Regions from separate parts of the Mus musculus genome. Here regions 1 and 2 are each linked to region 3. The links are chromatin contacts, called in public capture Hi-C and promoter capture Hi-C maps. All regions are on one chromosome and are shown on one strand. Each heading gives the region's core, a stretch centred on a gene start, on an enhancer-like site or on the middle of the called end of the contact. The rest is flanking DNA. Distances are from core to core; before and after follow the strand shown.

Evidence for each region. Promoter capture Hi-C pulls out the DNA fragments that hold promoters and counts their contacts. Capture Hi-C pulls out chosen DNA fragments and counts their contacts.
Region 1: a contact with region 3 is called in a promoter capture Hi-C map of embryonic stem cells. The contact joins two enhancer-like sites. A contact is called at or near these places in 12 of 39 promoter capture datasets (the 3T3-L1 cell line, 3T3-L1-derived adipocytes, the C10 cell line and 8 more), 1 of 15 datasets of contacts at CTCF or cohesin (large pre-B cells), 5 of 484 Hi-C or Micro-C datasets (the BV-2 cell line, embryonic stem cells and nephron progenitors), 11 of 115 datasets of contacts at active chromatin or transcription factors (T-cell acute lymphoblastic leukemia, embryonic stem cells, pancreatic cancer cells and 1 more) and 3 of 9 other capture datasets (adipose tissue, liver and pancreatic islet).
Region 2: a capture Hi-C map of embryonic stem cells shows a contact between it and region 3, with 2.0 times the contacts expected there. The contact joins two enhancer-like sites. A contact is called at or near these places in 1 of 39 promoter capture datasets (pre-B cells), 1 of 15 datasets of contacts at CTCF or cohesin (large pre-B cells), 1 of 115 datasets of contacts at active chromatin or transcription factors (embryonic stem cells) and 3 of 9 other capture datasets (adipose tissue, embryonic stem cells and liver).

Annotation. Positions count from the first base shown.
Region 1 is chr19:53,049,820-53,053,848 of GRCm38.p6, reverse strand. It overlaps Gm30234 (a long non-coding RNA gene), which reads left to right. Exons shown (of 3, transcript XR_877911.2): 3 at 1,941-3,133. Among named protein-coding and RNA genes, the nearest start is that of Xpnpep1, 13 kb to the right of the region's middle. Within about 2 kb of position 1,353, at least 76 of the 459 cell types and tissues checked have an H3K27ac peak or open chromatin away from gene starts, as enhancers often do. A contact at or near this core is called in embryonic stem cells, where this site is marked.
Region 2 is chr19:53,646,688-53,650,443 of GRCm38.p6, reverse strand. No RefSeq gene overlaps it. Among named protein-coding and RNA genes, the nearest start is that of Gm46653, 27 kb to the left of the region's middle. Within about 2 kb of position 1,428, at least 80 of the 459 cell types and tissues checked have an H3K27ac peak or open chromatin away from gene starts, as enhancers often do. A contact at or near this core is called in embryonic stem cells, where this site is marked.
Region 3 is chr19:53,369,104-53,373,211 of GRCm38.p6, reverse strand. Mxi1 (MAX interactor 1, dimerization protein) reads right to left here. Exons shown (of 6, transcript NM_001008542.3): 4 at 3,556-3,670; 5 at 2,851-3,022; 6 at 1-1,639. The coding sequence ends at 1,476. Among named protein-coding and RNA genes, the nearest start is that of Smndc1, 19 kb to the left of the region's middle. Within about 2 kb of position 2,826, at least 28 of the 459 cell types and tissues checked have an H3K27ac peak or open chromatin away from gene starts, as enhancers often do. A contact at or near this core is called in embryonic stem cells, where this site is marked.

The DNA of each region.
Region 1 (4,029 bases), core at 104-2,603, 320 kb after region 3:
GTTGTATCATGTCCCACTTCTCTATTTCCTGATCTGCTTCAAGGTGAAAGTGCTTCTTGGCCTTGTGATTCCACTGCCGTGTTGCTCTGCTTCACAACCGAGAATCACAGAGCCACGCGTTCATAAACCGAGCCTTCCAAAACCACCAGCCGAAACGAATCCTTCCCCACTAAAGTCGTTTTTGCCAGGCATTTTGGATGCTATGCAAACGCAAGTAGCCTGTACCTTGTAGGGGCAGCCGGGTAGGTGTTCACGTCTTCGTTGGCCATAGGAACAGGAACGCCATGGGCAGGTGTTTCTGTTGAGTGTGCACACTCATCTGTAGATAAGCACACACTCACGCTCGTGCAAGCAGCCCTAATGAAACCAGGCGGGCCTCAAAAACCTCCAAACAAATGGCTTGGATGGTTTCACCATGAAGTGCTGCCTGCATGGAGCCCCAAATGCACGGGACATCCAATTTTTCTCTGGGGCCTCTGGAACCAGAACCAAAATAAGCTGCCTTTTATTTCCTGAGTAGCTAATAGCGAGTAGATCACATCCATCTCTAGTGGAATCCGATGTCCACTTGTGGTGTGTCTGAAGAGAGTGACAGTGTACTTACATACATTGAATAAATAATTAGAAAAGAAGAAGTCTACCTTAAAGAAAAGAAAACTAAATGACATTATACTATTAATAGTATATGCCACAATTCATTTTATTTTATTTTTCCATTTGCCAGTATATCCTAAAGCTTAAGCCCCTTTCAGCTGCTAGGTATATGAGGCAATGTTTTCTTCCATGTGTGCGTGGGCTTGGACATGTGCCTGTTCACCTGTGGATGCTCCTCTTGTGTGGAGGAGGGAGCTAACAGGAAGAGTCTTCCGCGGTCACTCTCTATCTTGCTTATCGAGTCAGGGGCTCTCATTTAGACACAGAACACATCTACAGGATACGTCTGGCTGGCTAGCTTGCTCCAGCGATCCCTTGTCCTGTCTCCAGCGCACTGAAGTTATAGGTGTGTCACCATGCCTACCTGGCAGTTGTGTGGGTCCTGGGGATCTGAAATTTGGCTTTTCGTAGCAAACGCTGTATCCACTGAGCCATCTACCAACCCGGAGAAAAATCTTTAGTGTTGTTTTTCTTTAAAAAAATCTGTTATTTCCCTCCCCCCATTAATTTACACCCACATGATCCCTCTCCCAGTGAACTTCAAAGGAAGGTGGGTGACCTCCTTGTGCTGAGGTCACACAACAGCAGCTTTTTTGTTTGGCTCTCTCTGTTTAGGCTGGGAACTCCTCCCTGTCGCAAACCTGCTGGGGCCTCTTTGTGACAGAGCTGGGACAGGTTGTTTTCACAGCTGTGCTGCACGCTAACCCCAGAGCTGTCCGTCCCCCTCCCGGTCCAAGGCTTGCAGGCGAAGAGAGGGAGTATAGAGTGTAGCTCTTGCTTGCGCTCCTACGCGTTTTTTTTTGTTTGTTTGTTTTTTTTTTTCCTGAGCTGAAGCTCCTCCCACCCTCACCCCGGGGCCTCGAAGCTGGTTTGAATAGCGAGCCAACAATCCAGGAGAGGTGACTGTTTAGCATAACAGCAAGGCCACCCGCCCCCGGGGTGAGGGGCAAATGGACGCTGGTGTGTGCAGGTGTGCCTTGCCTCCTACAATGAGGGCATTGACGGAACCTTAGACTGATAGGACCACACGCTGGTCGGGGCCATCACCTCTGCGTCATGGGAGAGCAAACTGCTTGTCTCATAAGTTCAGGCAAATAGATGGTCTCCAAAGATGACTCCTGCTGTGACATCGCATGCTTGACCAAGATGTAGAGACTTGAGGGTTTTTTTTTTTTTTTTTTGTTTTGTCTTTTTTGTTTTTGTTTTCTCATGGGAACAGAGTTCTTTCTGTACACCAGACAGTAAAATGAGCTTTTCTGGTTCCTTTTCTTTGGTCTTTCTAACAGCCTCTGGAGCTGGGCATTCCTTGCCTCACACCACTGAGAGAGGAAACACAAGTTACCAACGCACTCACGGCTAGTAAGAATCAACCAGGCAGCTGGCATTCAGAACTCCTCTCCCGGCCTGTGATCCTCCTGAAGGCAGAGTTCTGGTCACTTCCAGGATCAAAAGAAAGCTGAGGACGGATGGGCAGTAATCCTGTCACACACCCTACATGAGGGTGAAGGACTGGACGGGCTGCGGCCGGCTTTGCTTTGAGGGCCGCTGCACCGCACAGGATCTGGAGTGCACAGGAGTTGTGGGGTTGCCAGGCCTGGGCGTCCCTCCATTATTTAGCGATGGTGAGGGGGGCTGACGTGCGGCACCGCAGAGCACTTTCTGGAACCAGCTTCTCGAAGGAGAGGAGGTGAAGGGTTTCGGTTCAAAGGATGCACACTGTTCCCAGACCTTCCCTTGAGGGAACTTGGGCAGCGTGCTGTCTTTCTTTCTCTGCAGAGGTCTTGCTGGGCCTGCTGCTCATTTTGTGAATGTAGGCCAAAGGGAGGCCCCACAGAGCCCGCCCTTAAGCTGCTGTTTTCTCTGACAGGCCTGCAAGCAGGCAAAGATTTGTTGCCAGTGTGTTCATTGGCTGATAGCTCTTCTCTCTGTTTCCCTCTCTCCCACTTTTTCTTCTTCTGTCTCCCCCCCCCCGCCCCCCTCAGAGCTCTGTATGGCAAGAGTATCGAGGTCAACCGATGCACCAAGACCTCACATAAGTCCCATTATCTAGGGAAGTGTCCTAAATTCAGAAAGTTCTAGGAAATAGGTGGGCATGTCGGGCAGCACACAAACCTACTGGGCCAACACTGGACTGTATTATTCTACGCTAGATGGTTTTATTTTAATTTTAAATGTTTTTTTTGGTTTTGAAACAGAGTCTCACATAGCCCAGATTACCCTCAGATTCACTGTGGAGCTGAGGACGATCTTGAAATCCCGATTCTCCTGCCTCCAGCCTGTAAGTGAGCACAGAGAAGCACCCCCACCTCTGCACGATGCACAGTTTAAACGGCAGCCATAGGCCCGATGTCAACGGGTATTTTGGATATCCATTTGACATGAGGTCCATGAAATCACTTTGTTTTGTGAATCGGCAAACTGTGTTAGTCAAATTTCTATTCTTATAATAAAATACGAGAAACTGTGGGTTTTTTTTTAAGAGTTTTGTCTTTCTTGTAATTATAGAGGCTCAACACATGCATACCTTTGCTGAGCTGTCTTGATGGCCTGTAGGCAGACACATTGGCAGGACAGTAGGCAAGTCAGGATGTTGTGGTGAGACAGGAAACAAGAAAGTAGGGAGAGTCAGGGTCTTACAACAACTTCCCAGGGTCTCAGAACCCTTAATCCCTACTAACATTGGTGTACAAAATGATTTGCCAAATTTCTCTTAGGTTCTCCTTTTTAAAGGTCACACGACTTCTTAACATTTATAAACCCCTAGGAGAACAAATCATACCCCAAGCCAAAGCCACAACTATCTAAGCAAAGTTCTTTTAAAGATTGATTTTAAATGATGTTCATGTGTCTGTGTTTATGTGCATGTGGCTGCAGTACCTAAGGAGGCCAGAAGAGGGCGATAGTTTCCCTAGGAGCTAATGTTATAGACTGCTTTGCAGATACAGGGGTGTTGGAAATTGAACTCAGGTCTTCTACAAGAATGGTAAGTGCTACTAAAAGCTATCTATCCTCTAAGCAAAATCTAAAACCAAACAAAACAAAACATTTTTTTAAAGTAACACACTTTCAACACACCGTTGTCTAGAATCAGCTACCAGCTTTCTGCTTCAGCTTTAGAATGCATTATCCCCGGAATTTTCTGAATTTTCTCGTGCATGTCTATGTATGTTGCCCTTGCCCTGGAAGTGATTACTGCTCCTGCTCCGTGTTTCCCGAGCAGAGCTGTCTTGGATTTCACTGGGGACTGATAAGATCGGGTCTCAGTCTTGTCCTATAATAAATAGCTGTGCAGTCCTGCTTACACGAGTCTCTTGGTTTGATTTTAAAAAAATCCGTGAAACGAAGCTGATAGAGAATGAATCCTTAGACTTCTTC
Region 2 (3,756 bases), core at 179-2,678, 280 kb before region 3:
TTCACAGACCCACAGACCAGCATTTGCTCTGTCAGAGGTCTTAGTAGGTCTGACTGTGCTCGGGGGCAAATTCCCCTGGCTATCTGGGCTTGCCTAATGAGATTTAAAAAAAAAAAATCACACTTCACCAACCATTCTGTATGTTTTTTTTTTTAATAAGATTTTTATTTATGAGTATGTGTATGTTTTTGGGTGAACATGCTGGATCCTGGAGCTGCAGTTACAGGTGGTATGTGGGTGTTGGGGACAGAACCACAGCCTTCTGCATGAGCAGTCACGGTTACCGGCGGAGCCATCTCCCCAGCTCTTTGTTAGTTGCTTTCTCATCACCGTGACCAAAGTACTTGAAAGAGACAAACTCAGGGAGGAAATGTTTATTTTGGCTCAGTTTCAGGGGGATTTCAGTCAATCACAGGGCGAGGCAGGGTGGAGTGGCTGTCCTGACAGGAGCATGAGGCAAGGCAGCTGCTCACATTTTAATGGACCAGGAAGCAGGAATAGATGGAACCTTCAAAGACTTGCCCCCAGTGACTTCACCCCACTTCCAGACCCCAGCCCTTCAGGGCACAGCTGGAGACCAGTGAACAAACAGACCAGGGCTTCAGTCTGTGAGGCCACTGTGAATCCAAAGTACAACCCTCCAAGTGACCACAATGGAGCAGAGACTGCAGCACGGACTCATATGAAAACCTTTCTGGTTTGCTAATGAGACAGGATGGATGTGTGCCCTGCACATACACATGTCTAAAGGAGGTTCTGCTGTCCTACTCAGTCACCAGCTGCCCATTCCCAACGCAGTAAAATGGGTCGCTCAGCTTCGCTTTACCACCTGGTCACCATGCTCTGTGGGTGGAGTGAATTGGGGCAGCACGAGTTTGTGGGAGAAGGTCCTTAAGCCACTCATCCACAGTGACAGAGCATCACCTCTGGTGAAACTTGGAAGTGGCAGGACCTCTTAGGATGGCTTTTCGTGGCTTGGTAGGCAATAGGGTAGAACAGGTCTTCCTGGGGTGTCCAGAGATCACACAGTGACTGCTACCAATAATTCGAAAACACTAAGTGGATTAAAATGCCAAAACCACAGGACACAGAGGGAACTTAGAAACCATACATGAAACAGAACGAAAGGCAACCTCTGCTTTAGGAATGCCAGGCTGCAGAGAACCAGGATGCCTCTGCGCTTAAATGAGGACTCAGAAGGCAGAAGGAACAAAGGAGCAAGCGCGTGCTCTGCAGAGAATAAGCAGGCCTGGCGTGAGGAAGGGTTGCCATCTTTACAACACCCAGGCTTCCTGCTGTTTCCGGAACAGTGACACAACCTGTTGTGAGCGCAGCAGGCACCTTTGCCCCAAAGCTCACTTAGGAGTGAGCTGCAAGCAGTTAACACTTCGCTCATAAAGTGCTGCCCCAGAGGTCTCAGTTATACCACACCCTGACCTCACAGCGGCTGCAACTCTAGCGAGGAATCAGTGTGGAAGAAAACCTGAGATCCCAAATCTGAGGGGTCAGCATGTATCAAGGGCTCCCTCTAGTGGCTACGGGGAAAACAGCTTGAGATTTAGGCTGAGAGAAAATGGAGCCCCTACACAATGCTGAAGAAAGCACCTTTCTAACTGTGAGGAGGCAAGGTAGGCTGGAAACGGCTCCCAAGAAGTCTTTGCCTTAAGTGGCACTGTACATCAGACATTAATAGGCTCTGACACTCTAGTCCCAAATAATTTGGCTCTAAACCCATGTCCTTCAGGCTTTGGGGCTCTATTATATCACCACCACCACCACCACCACCACCACCACCACCACCACCACCACCACCACCACCACCACCACCACACACTTGCTTCTCTGCACACACACCAGAAGGTGTCTGATACCTCGGGACTTAGTTACAGGCAGCTGGAAGCTACCCGATATGGATTCTGAGAACCAATCAGCAAGCGCTCTTCTTAACAGCTGAGCTATCAATTTTAATGGCTGAATAATTTCTTGAAGACACTCAATTACACAGTCCATCAAAGATAATGTTCAAACGTTAAGGTCTCTGGAAAACTCATACCACAGTGTGCCAACCTGACAGAGTAAATATATCCACATTCTTTTTGCAACCCTAATCTCCACGCTGCCTCGTGTTCTGTGTAGCTACTGGCTGCCACAAGGCCTCTTACACCCAGGAGACACTCTGTCTCTAGGAAGGGGTGCCTGTCGGCCACACGGTGGCAGATTTATAGATAACACTGGCACCTTCCTTGCAGAAGCCTGGCAACTGGAGGTAACTCAAGTCTCCCTGGGACATGGGTAAGTGTGACCTAAGTGTTCCTAAGTTGGTGAGTTCTTTAAACAAACAAACAAACAAAAAACTAACAACAAAAAAAGGCAAAGGGCAGAGACAAAGTGAAGGTGGCAATCATCTATAACCTTAAAATTCGTCTTTGTGTAACGTGCAAGGCCACCTGCAAATAAATGTGTGAGTTTCTTGAGAGAAGGGACCCACGGCTTGGTTCTGTTATCTAAGTGTGCTAATATGTTCACTTGGGCCACCTGCCTGATCTGGGCTTCACATCTCATCTGTAAAATTAGAATATTAAACTAAAATAAAGAAATGCATCTCTGGAACTAAATATATTCTAACTGCAAGGTCCCGTTATTTTTAGCTTAATGTGCAAACACCAAAGCCATATTTAAAGAGGACTTGCTTTGCCAAACCTGAGCTCTAGACAAACCAATGTTTCTTGTAGAGATGTTAATCTACTTTATCAAGATTTAACGTGACCCAAGCCGTAACCTATTTCTAGGCAAGGCTACGACTAAACCAGATTTCATTGGCGTTGCTTTTCCCAGGTGAAATTAGACACAGGGCAGCAGGGCCCCACCCTCACAACAGGGCAATGCTATCCAACAACACAGCATATAGAGAGAAAATGAACCCTCAAGGAGGCACAGCTGCCTACAGGCAGTGCCCACTCTGCGAAGCCAGCAGCTCGCTGCTGTGGCCTGTAAGGACCACTGGCTCGGACAGCGAAGTCTCCTCCCAAACACCATCCAACCAGCAGGCTCCTGCGAGCTGAATGGAGAACTAGCTCCTTCTAGAGTTGTTAGGAAACCTTTAAACCATCAAGCCAAGTGAGTGTTTGAAAACACATTTTTGCTGATGCTTAATTTTAAAAAGAATCATTAAAAAATCAGTTTTTGCCCTTTCCCACTTCTGAATTTGTACTTTCCAAAAACTATTCTTAAAATTGTGTCATTAAGCCGGGAGTGGTGGCGCATGCCTTTAATCCCAGCACTCAGGAGGCAGAGGCAGAAGCAGGCGGATTTCTGAGTTCAAGGCCATCCTGGTCTACAAAGTGAGTTCCAGGACAGCCAGGGCTATACAGAGAAACCCTGTCTTGAAAAAAAAAAAAAAATTGTGTCATTTCCTAAAAAATGTCCACACTTTTGAGTACGCAAATCCTAACCAGTCTAATCTGTTATTTAGGACGGATAACACAGCATTAAAGCGCTCTCCTTGCTGATCTCCAGAGGCGACCATCATGAAAGTCCCAAGTTTGATGCACATGTTAAGCTGGGAGTGGTACATACACACCTCTGAGCTGAGTTCCTGTGGAGGCCAGAGCAGAAGAATCACTGGAAGTCAAGAACCTAAGACCCGTTTGTACACTAGAGCTAAACCCCAATTACGGTTAAATAGCTAAGGATGAGGCCTTCCTTCAGGTAGGGGTCTTATGCTCACCGTGTTTACACACGCACAAAATCCTGGTT
Region 3 (4,108 bases), core at 1,577-4,076:
ATTAACAACCCATTAAAATCAGCAATAAGTTATGAAAATCATAAAGCTTTTTTTTTTAAGTAATTAAGGGTAGTTAAATTATTTAAAGAATACAAAGTCCAAACAGCTTGGGGTAAGGTCTCCAGCAAGGCTTCCCAGGGAAAAGCAGTGGCCCAGAGGGAAACCTGAGAGTTTGAAAGACAGAGGGAACACATGACATCAGAGTGCAGGCTAGAAGTTCCACTTAGAAGATAACATTTCTGAAGGGATTTGTAAGAGCAACAATAGCACCCGCACAGTGGGATTGTGGGGGAGGAGACTGCCTGTAGAAAATCTTTACATTAAATGAGACAAGTGCTGAACGTAACTATGTTAACTAGGATAGTATGTCTACTATGGATATCAGATGGTTAAAGCTGGTAAAAGGGAGTGGTCCTAAAGAAAACAAAAACAGCATTGACCTCCGTCTACCCAGCCCAGACCTCGTCCGTCTGTCTGTCCTGCGCACTGTGAAGAGTGAGGCGTGAGGTGTTTATCATTATCAAATGCTGCATCAAAATAGATGATTTCCCCACGTGGTTTATTCCACTATAAAAGACATCTATGTTTTTACTTATGGACAAGCTTTAAAAAGATGTCATTTTGGTTTTCAACACATACAAACAGTTATCAAAATCTCAAATAAAAATGCTGCGGTGGCTCAGACCTTGGCTGCTATACTGCGTGCGCACCTCCTCAGCTCCGCGCAGACACCGAGGCACACAGAGCTTTTCCTCCTGTGATTCAGGCCGTCATGCATGGGCTGCCCCTACGTGGCCGAAGGGTGGCGAGCGGGTGGTCGGCTGCTCTAGAGCTAACAATGCAGGTAAGGTTAGCTGGCTTAGCATGGAATCCAACAGAAAGCCGGGCTGCGTCAGGGCCTCTTTCAAAAGGCTTCATGGAGTCTCTCCTTTTGTAGAGCACGATATGAGCTTTTTAAAAATTCATTTTGTTTAAAAGAACTGATCATCCACAGGCTTCATGATAAACAGAGGCTGAGTTTTAATAGCTCTTCAGCTATCTGAGATTAATGCCTGATTATCCTGCCTTTTCCTTACTCTAAGTGTGATTTTGTTTCTAGGGCCAAGAAGCTCGGGAAGGGTTCATAACCCTATCCTTAAATGTCTGCTCACCACCACAGAGTGAGCAAACTGCAACAGGAGAGTGAAGTCTCCATTGTCTCTCAAGTCAACCTGGTCAACTCAAGATAATCACGCGCATGGTTTCTGCTGCCGTTAGAAACTGTACTCTTTCCAAATATAGGAATATTTGTTCTACCAGGGAGGCTCTACCCCACTTTTCGTTAAGTATTTGCTTAAATACAGGTCTTCTGACCGTTTTGTTCAAGTATAGTTTTTAGTTTTAAAGAGGAGACTGCATCATGAACCCAATTTGAGAGCCGGTGTTGACTCGGCCCAGTGAGCGCTCCGCCCTGCACTGTTAGGCCATGCTGGGTCCTAGGACGCGAAGGAGAGTTTGACACTGGCACTGGAATAACCCTCGTCACTCCCGACACTCTGCAGGCTGCTGTGGTCGTCAAGGTCACTGATGCTGGTGGTACTGACACTGTCTGCTTCTCCATGGGAGAACTCTGTGCTTTCCACATCCACTTCAATCTCCTCTGCGGGAGGAAGAAAGAGAAAACAAAGGGGGGCATTAATAATCTGCATGTGCACTTTCAGAAGTTAGAGAGGTTATCCAGCAAGGTTATCCGTGCTCTATCAGGGACTCTCCTGCAAAGAGCAATCTGGTATACAGTGGTGGTCTTAATTTAGGCAGCAAGTTTACTAAAACCCTTTTGACGCCAGTCCGTCTAGACCTCCCACTAAAAGCGCTTGGCCTGTTTGGGAATTAGTACTTAATATTAAAAGATCCCAACCCAAGTGGTTTAACAACATCTGTTTTACATTAAACCAAAAACTAATTCACAGCTCTGTTTATTAATCAGGGTTGCTTTAAAGAGGTTGGGGTCATGGAGAAATAAAATTAAAGATAGAAAATTTATGTTTAGGCATCCGAATTTTTTGGTGGTGTCAACTCTCTATCATAGATCATAGGTGGATCTATGGATTTCTATGGATTCATCAACAAATTCTGAATAGTAACTAAAATAAGCTAATCATAAAGTAGGTTTAAGGGGTTTGCTTTTGATTTTCTTGCATGAAATATAGCTTCAAGCCATGTCCCTCTCTCATGGTAAGAATTCTGCATTTTCTTTCTCTCTTTCTTTCTTCCTTGCTTCCTTCCTTCCTTCCTTTCTCTCTCTCTCCTCCCTCCCTCCTTCCTTCTTTCCTTTGAGATCTGTTTACTTATGTATATGAGTATACTGTGCACTGTGGCTGTCTGCAGACACACCAGAAGAGACACTAGATCCCATTACAGATGGTTGTTGAGCCACCATGTGGTCGCTGGGAATTGGGAATTGAACTCAGGCAGGACCTCTGGAAGAGCGGTCAGTGCTCTAAACTGCTGAGCCCTCTCTCCAGCCCCCAAGAACTTGGCATATTTTAAACAGAACTTTTTCTAAGTCTAAAATTTATTTCAAAATAGAAAGAATGTATATACATATATGAAAAAAAATTGTGGTTCACAAAGGCACTGCCAGAGAATGTTAGGGTGCACAAAGCCCAAGCTGGGGGCTGGGAGTGCGGCTGGGCTCACTCTTCCTAACCTAGCACATGCTACTCGCTGGGTTTGCTCTCTAGCACCAAAACAACAGAAGCTAGACGACAGTACTACATTGGTTAGTGAGAGCCGATGCAGTGTCTACAGTCTCCCCGCCCCCACCCGTCTCGGAGACTCAGGACTTCCTTAGAAAGAGAAGCTGCCTACCTCGCTCTGAATCCGAGCGATCTGAAGAGATGGTTGATCCAATGCTGTCCATTCGTATCCGCTCCATCTCCTGAGGCCCCTGCAGCTGTTCCAGTCGCCGCTTTAAAAACCTCTGTTCTCGTTCCAAGTTCTCTAGCTGGTGCTGGCTCTTCCTCTCCGCTTCTTCAAGTTTCTAAAATGAAGATGTTTTATTCACACCTGTAGTCCAGTCTAGTACAGTAAAACTAATTCCTGCCACAAATACACATATGTGGGTATGTATGTACCCTTGCATATATAAATACTGAGAAACACTTGCGTTTTAAACATAAAAACAGTGGTCTTTTTCCTGTATGGATGCTATGTTACTTGAACAAATGAAGTGAACTATAAAAGTCTGTGAGGTAAGTTCCACAAAGAGAAACCTCCTGCAATGTGGTATTCAGTGGAAAATTACTGAGAGATAAAGCCAAATAACAGCATCTCCGCCAGAGGGCGCAGCTGCCTTCCTTCAGGGTATCGGAAAGACCTTCCCCAGCATTCTCAGGTCTAGATGGCCACGCTGTAAATTTTTTTCATTTATTCGCATCATGCTGCCCCACTGGATCGCTGGTGAGATTTTACAGCCGTTTCTCTGGAGGGCAGTTAGTGAAGAAGAGGACGGTCTAGTGAGCTGTACACGACACACACAGGAATCAGTGCAAATATGGAAAGAAAGATTCTCACCTTGATGTGTGCTTTGGCTTTGTTGAGCAAACCGAGTGTTGTGTGCCTGGTGCAGTCTGGGCCCAGCGGGATCAGAACTTTCAAGCGTTCTAAACACAGGCGCAGGTGAGCTCGTCTAAGAAAGATATCAGCCAATCAGCACAGCCTGGAGAGCCACTAGACACACACAGCAACTTTGAGCTATTAGCCAACAGCCATATTTCACTCCCAACTTTTTAAAGTACCTGCACGGTAGTGGCGCCGACCTCCCGCCCCACCACTCTGCCCTGCAGACAGAAGTCACTTTAGATTATCAGCCCCCATGAACTCTGTCAGACAGCGAATTGTCTAGGCCGCTCCATAAGCTCCGTGCTGTGCTGTTACTAAAGCAATCGAGCTTGGTTTCCCAATGCCTGAGAGCACAGGCTGGAGTACCGGTTTCAGCTACGGTACCTCAAGGAGCTATAAAACGCACTAAGGTTTCCACCTCCTTCCACCTTTTAATTTTACAGACACACACAGACACACACACACACACACGCACAGGCACGCACCCACACTGTTCAGTAACCGC